Linked DNA regions of Pan troglodytes: region 1 is linked to region 2. The links are chromatin contacts, called in public Hi-C maps. All regions are on one chromosome and are shown on one strand. Each heading gives the region's core, a stretch centred on a gene start, on an enhancer-like site or on the middle of the called end of the contact. The rest is flanking DNA. Distances are from core to core; before and after follow the strand shown.

The links. A called contact is a pair of places that touch in the nucleus more often than the background predicts.
Region 1: a contact with region 2 is called in a Hi-C map of stem cell-derived neural progenitor cells, with 2.7 times the contacts expected there. The contact joins the enhancer-like site here to the promoter of LHX6 in region 2. A contact is called at or near these places in 3 of 7 Hi-C or Micro-C datasets (induced pluripotent stem cells and stem cell-derived neural progenitor cells).

What each region holds. Positions count from the first base shown.
Region 1 is chr11:16,319,388-16,322,677 of NHGRI_mPanTro3-v2.0_pri, reverse strand. No RefSeq gene overlaps it. Among named protein-coding and RNA genes, the nearest start is that of TTLL11, 33 kb to the left of the region's middle. Within about 2 kb of position 1,812, at least 10 of the 24 cell types and tissues checked have an H3K27ac peak or open chromatin away from gene starts, as enhancers often do. A contact at or near this core is called in stem cell-derived neural progenitor cells, where this site is marked.
Region 2 is chr11:16,216,097-16,219,706 of NHGRI_mPanTro3-v2.0_pri, reverse strand. LHX6 (LIM homeobox 6) reads right to left here and starts at 1,784. Exons shown (of 8, transcript XM_016961593.4): 1 at 1,449-1,784. The coding sequence starts at 1,532.

The DNA of each region.
Region 1 (3,290 bases), core at 563-3,062, 100 kb before region 2:
CCCTCCTGCCTCCTTAGCTGGTGCTCACATTCCCATCTGAGCAAGTCGCTTCTTAGCTGGTGCTCCTTAAGCTTCTCCTTAGCTGGTGCTCACATGCCCATCTGACCAAGTTGCTTCCCTGTCTGGGCCTGTCTCCAGATCCCTGTCCCCCAGAATAAAGCCCACACACCTAATACTGGCCTCGAAGACCTCCAAGGGGTTGCCTGGCCACCCTCCACAGCCTCATCTCCCGCCACCCAGGATCTCACCCTGCTGTTCGAGGTGCTGAGATGCTGTCAGAGTTTGATGACTGACAAACAAACCAAACAGGAGAGTGGCTGGGCTGGGGTGAAGTAGGAGAAGACTAGACATACCTCCCAGGGCTCTTCAAGCTGGCGATGACCTATGAAGTTGTCCACTCTGCCACTAAAGACCACCAATCTGCAAGTGGTCCCAGCCCAACTCGTACTCCTCCCATGATAAGGAGCTCCGCCCCCTCACCATCCCTGGACTGATCCTTCTGTGAGCAAGTTCTGCTCACATGTTCTGCATTACATGCAGATTGGGGTAGGGAACTGGAACTCAAAAGACCCTCGACCCTAGGAACACAAATTCCTTTTCCTCCCTGAAATCCCATCCCTGGGAGTCCCAGTTCTCTGGGTCTGGGCTTGGACACCCTCATCGTGGCTCAGCTGTGGTTCTAGGAAGCTAGCCAGAGCCTGACAGAGAGATTGCCAAGACAGCCGCCAGAGGGCAGTGCTGCCCCACACACGCCCAGGGGCCAGCCTGCCTTTGTGTCTCAGGCTGCGTGGGTCTTTCAAGGAGAGGCTGCGTGTCTATGTTTGTGTGTATGTGACTGTGGGAGTCTATTACTTTGTGTGTCTCTGGCGGCAGGGTTGGGGGTTGTCTAGGCCAGTTGGTATATGTGGTTGTCCATTTTTTGCTCACGTCTGAATACCCCAATTTCCATCCCAGGAAGGGGTGCAGATGCCTGGTTACTCAGTGGGGCCCCAGGCAGGACGGGGAGGAGCACGGCCATCCTCTGAAGAGCCCTCGCCACCATCACCCCCACCATGAGCCTCCAGCCAGACTGGGCCTCAGGTACCTGTCAGTTAAGTCAATGACCCAGTGACAAGGACCAGTTAGTTGTCCTTGTCACTGTCTGGAACCCAGGGCCAGTCCTGGTCTGTGGCGTCCAGGTGCTGCAAACCCCCAGTCCCTCCCTCCCAGCCTCCTCTCCCCTCCTGCCCACCATCACCATACAACAAGGACAGGGAGACTATACCCCCATATCACAGTGGAGGTGTCCGTTTGATCAGCCTTGAGCTGGACACCAGAGCTTCCTGGTGACTCACCGGCAGCCCCCAGGCTGGTCAGGCCCGGGAGAAGGACGCCAGTGTACCCTGCCTGCTGCTGTACCTGCAGGACATGCCTGGACACCAGCGTGCTCTGGGAGGGAGCTGTCCTGTTGCCTGCGGTGGTGGGGACAGGGGAAGGCTGCTCTGAGCTGTACTTGGGATGCGTCTGGGAAGACAGGAAGGGCGTGCCAGCAAGAGAACAGCATGTGCAGGGCAGGGAGGTGTGAGGGCGCAGCCTGGGCAGCCAAGGGGCCTGAGCCGCAGGATAAGTGGGTCTGGTGGCATGCGGGAGGCGGCAGAGGCAGCGGGCAGGGAGGGGCCTCTCTCCCCAGCAGCTTGGTTGCGGGGACGAGCCAAGCCACCCCATGCTCACAGCCAAGGCAGGGGTCTTGAGACCCGCCTCATACCTCTGTGACCTCCAAGGAGCAGACAGTCCCCGTTACTGCCCCTGCTGTCCCCAGGGACCCAGGAACGCAGGGAATGTGCAGCTGGAGGGGGAGGGACAGCGACTGACATTCTAGACCGGTGATGCACCCAGTTAGAGGCCTAGAGCGAGGAGAGGAAGTGTGGGGCACAGAATAAGGAGAGAGAGAACAGAGGGAGAAAGAGACACCGGGAGGGGAAGGGAGACAGAGACGGGGAGTCGGAGGAGGGAGCGGAGAGAACCGAGGGAAGGGGGTGCCAGGAGGAGGGGTAGGGAGAACTTTCTTGGCCTCCCTGCTCGCGCCCTCCCGGGCAATCAGGCCGGCAGGAGGCAGGTGGTCCGGGGCAGACAATGGCGCGGAGGAGTGCGGAACCTGGGACTAAATTTGGCGTTGCCTTTGCAGGGCGCGGGGCGCCCGTTCATCTCGATGCAAAGGAGAGACGAAATGAATATGCAGCGCGGGCTGTAATTGGGCCGCCGCGGCCGCCGCCGCCGCCGCCGCACTATAATTTTCCAAACAGGATCTTGCAATCAGGGCCTTATTCATTAGCGCATAAACAATTTTGTTTCTCGGCACTCGAGCCTGTCAATCACGCGGAGAGGGAACATCTTGGCCGGAGGCGCGGGCCGCCGTGCGCGCTCCCACGCGCGCCCCCTCGAGCGCCGCCAGGTGGCTTTGTGTCCGGGAGGCCCTTGGGTGCTGGGGTGGAGGGGGCCCGGGGCACGCTTCGGGGTCCACACCCCAGCCCGGCAGATGGGGGTGGGCGGCCTGAGAGAACACAGGTTTGGGGGCCCACCGCCCCGGCTTGCAATTCTGCTTCTGACCTCACCAGCTCTGCCCTTGGGCAACCCCCCTTCGCCTCCCCAGCCTCAGTTTGCCCTCTGTAAGATGTGCTCAGCGCGCTCACCCCGCAGAACTAGAGGGGGCATCGGGTGGAATAATGGATGCTTTGGGTGCTGAGGCCGGGGGGTGGGGTGCTGAGGAGGGGGCCTTCTAGCTCCTTTTATTAAAGGAGGGGATCAGAGGCCCACAGAGCGCTTCTCATCCCATCACCACCCCCACCCCTCTAGGACGGCTCCTGCGACTCTGTCTAGGGAGGCCTCAGAGTGGTTCTCTAAGAGCTGGGCTGGGCACAGCCCTGGGCTCACCCACACGCTGGGGTGGGCACGCATGCGTGATCTCCCGTGCTGGCTCCCAGGAGGGCTGTGCACGCGGGGACACCTATAACTCTACAAGCCCATGTGTGACTGTGCCACAGGCTTTGTGCCTGTGTGTGTGTGTGTGTGTGGGCGGGGGCGCTGTGACTGTGTGTTCAGCTACTTGGCTGCTGGTGAGATCATGGAGCTGAGTGTGGCTGCCTAGCAGTAGCCAGGTGACAAGGACTGAAGGGGGCTGGTGAACAGAACTGTGGGGTCTTTGGGGCCCAGGTGACCTGGCAAGAACTGCAGAGAGGGCAGGAAGCCCTGAAGGGCTGTGTCTTTCAGGACAGATGACATCTCTGTCTTCTCCGCCTCCTCCCTGGCGACCC
Region 2 (3,610 bases), core at 535-3,034:
CTTTTAACACGCGCATTCTGGGTGCTGGGAGCGGTTAAAGCCAACATTCCCTGCCGGAAAACCGAGGCTCAGAGAGGGGCGGCGCCCGCCGGGAGTCCCCCAGAACGTGAGCAGCGGTTCGTGGCCGGAAAACCTGGCCAGGTCCCCAGGGCCGGGCCGCTGGAGGACTGGGCACCGCAGGCAGGGCCAAACGGACTCACCATGGCGGGCGGCGCGGTCCCTTCAAGACAGCGGGTGGTCGCTTTGCAGCCGGACCCTGGCTGGGCCATCACCTGGGGGAGGGGGGGAGGGAACGCAGGCGGCGGCGGCTGCTGAACTGGCTCCGCGCAGCCTGAGCCCAGCGCCTCCCCGCGCCTGTTATATAAACCGGCGCCGAACAATGAGTCCTAACTTTGTAGTGGGCATTTAAAGCCCTTCCCCACAAAAGCGGTGTCTCTCTAATGAAGCAATTTGAATTTGGATTGGATTTTTTCCCTCTCTCTCCCCCTCTCCCTGCACTTAACCCGTGGCTCTTGAAGTAATCGCTTAGTTCCCTTGCAATCCAAGCCTCTGAGGGGGGAAAAAAAACACGCGCACACACACACAAACTACCTGCAATTAGAAATTGTCGTGAATGCCCAAGATAAGAGGTAGCCAGAGTGTCAATTCCAACTGTCAATCAGTGAGATCCATCAGGCCGCCCAAAGAATTGCAAATTTGATTTTTTAATGGTAGTAATTAAAAATCGAATTTTTTCTCTCTCCACCCGCCCCCCCACCCCACTCCCCTTCCTCGCTCCCTTCTCCTCTCGGCACAAAATGCAAAAAGGAGAAAAGAGAGAAAGAAAGAAAATAAAAAAGAGATGGGTGAGGGGCGGAGGGTGGTTGAAGAAAATAAAACCCCGAGCGCGGTGAGCACCCGCCCGCCCGCCCGCCTGACACGCGCGGCGAAATTGAAGCAGCTATATTGACACGGATTCAGGAGCCTTTCGAGGGCCAGTCGGAGGGAAACCCGGAGCAAAAAGGGAGCGAGATCGGGGGCGAAACGGGACCAAAAAGAGAAAAGAGAGGCGCTCAAGGGGAGGAAAAAGCACCCTCCAGCCCCTCGGCGCGCCGGGTACCGGCCCCGCGTCGGGATTCTCAGCGCTGCGCCCGCACAACCCCCGGCGCATCGGCGCTATCAGCGCCTATTCAGACGGACAATACCGGCCTCGCCTCCTCTTGATTCGCCTGTGTCTTTACTAAATCGCTTTTTGAGAAATTCCTCCAACATTTGCATAATGTGTTCCCGCTTTCCGCGACCCCCCCCCCCTCGCTCGCGCGCGCTCCCACACTCACAAGCACACACTCACAGGCGCACCCTCGTACCCCTCCTTCCTGCAACCGCCCGCCACCCTGCTCGGCCCGGCTGGGTCCCGGACCCTGCCCGACCCCGGCCCGGGCCGCTCACCCAGTCGTTCGCCGGCTCACCTGGTCGGTGGCGGGGCCGCCCTCGGCCGGCAGCCGGCAGCCCTCGGGCAGCGCCGGGGCGGCGTTCTCATGCTTCCAGTACATGGGCCGGGGAACCTCGGGCTCAGCGGGCGCGCAGCGCGGAGAGCTGCGCCGAGGGGGACCACAGCCGCAGTGGGAGCAGAGGCTGCTGCAGGAGCAGGAGGAGAGCCGAGGCGCCGGCCCCGCCGCCCCGGGCCCGGCCCCAGCCCCCGCCCCCGGCCCGCGCGCAGCCCCGGCCTCCCTGGCTGCTGCCGCCGCTGCCTCGGAAGAAGGTCCCGACAAACTTGGAGAGGCCCCCGCCCCCTCCTTCTTCTCCTCCTCCCCCTCTTGGTAGTCCTCCTCCTCCTCTCCCTCCTCCTTGTCCTCCTCCCCCTCCAGCTGCAACGGCGGCCGCCCTGCCGCTGGAGCCCCGCTCGGTTCAAGATGAGTCATGCGTGACCAATCCCCTCCCCGCCAAGGGAGAGCAAGACACACACGACGAGGCAGAGACCCAGAGAGAGAGACACACACACAGACACAGAGACACACAGAAACTCAGAGCTGCCGACAGAGAGACTCGGAGACACGCCGGTACACAAAGGCACCGGCGGGCACACATCCACCCAGCTCTCACTACCGCTCCTCCCTCAAGGGGCACCCATCTTCCTCAGACACTGCCCCACTCACAGGTACAGGAGGGACCCATGGCCATACCATCTGCGGAGATAGATTCCGTAGGAGGTCACACGTTATTACACTGTGTTGATGCAATCCCACGCCTGGTACATTTGTGTACACACTAATGTAAGTGATTACCTGTTCACATCATTTACACGGGCACGAGGCACCACACTTACTCTCACACACCTGCACAGATACCTCTGCTCTATAAGAACCAGACAGTGCACCAGCTCCCAGGGACTGAGTGGGATCGGGTTGGGTGAGACGGGAGGGTAGTTTCCCTGAATTCTCTTGGAAGGGATTGCTTGGCACATTCCCCTTCCCTTCAGGATTTGCTTAACCACACAGTCCAATGCCCATCCCTTCTTCTCTAGGGTTCTACTGACAATGAGAACGGTAGGGAAGGCAGGAAGGCCCAGGCATTTAGACAGAAGACACTGCCCCCAGACACACAGACACAGAACCTTCAAACCCAAAGATGGAGCCTTACACACACTAACGCCCTGCAGCATACACAAGTGGACACTTAGAGTCTCAGCCCCCTTCTCCACACACAAACTGAGCCTAAAGAGACACATGTAAACATACATCATCTAAAAACAAATAAGCACACTCAGACATAGATCCAGCCCTACAGACACCATGAAAGCCTACCCTCACCACATCACACATGTCATCACCTCCATAATTGCCCTCATTTACAGATGTAAACACCCCCCCCACACACAATTGTTCTTCCATTTGTACACACAGCCATACTCAAGAGGGCACAGATTTTCACAGGGCTCCAAACCCATGTATAACCTTATGTCCTCTACTCAGGCACCCTCAAATATGTACTTACATCCTTACAGATGGTGAGACAACTATTGAGAAGCATTTATAGGCAGACACATCACACACACTTCTGCAGCCATAGATTCCCAATAGTTATAGTCTCAGTTTGCACACACACAGGCAGGTTCTGACAGATGCAGGTAGTAGAGGATGCCTGCACACCAACACGATACTAAAGATCCACACCCATATTCCCCAAAGATACAAATATCTGTTCCTTTACTGGCATCAAGGTACACAAAAATAGCCCCAGCCTCAGCTAATGGCATTTCCCACCCTCTGCATCCCAGCCATTCATTGCTCTCAGACACAGAAATTCAGAGTGAAAAGAGTTTCTCTTTGAACCCTAATCTTTTATACGAAGAGAACAAGTTGCAATGTGAAAGCGGGTGAGGTGTATGCATAGGTACACATGTGTACACACATACACATGCATTCTCAAACATGAATACAGAAGAACAACCCCTCCCTCTCAAATATCTCCTTTGCACATAATAATTTCAGCTACTACTGGGATTATTCCCAGTTATTACAGCTACTAATCTGTGCCAGGCATGATACGAGGCATTTTACAATCATGATCTCATTTTCCTTTCACAATAATCCCGTGAGGTAGCATCTCTCAGCGTGCTTGTTTTACTGAT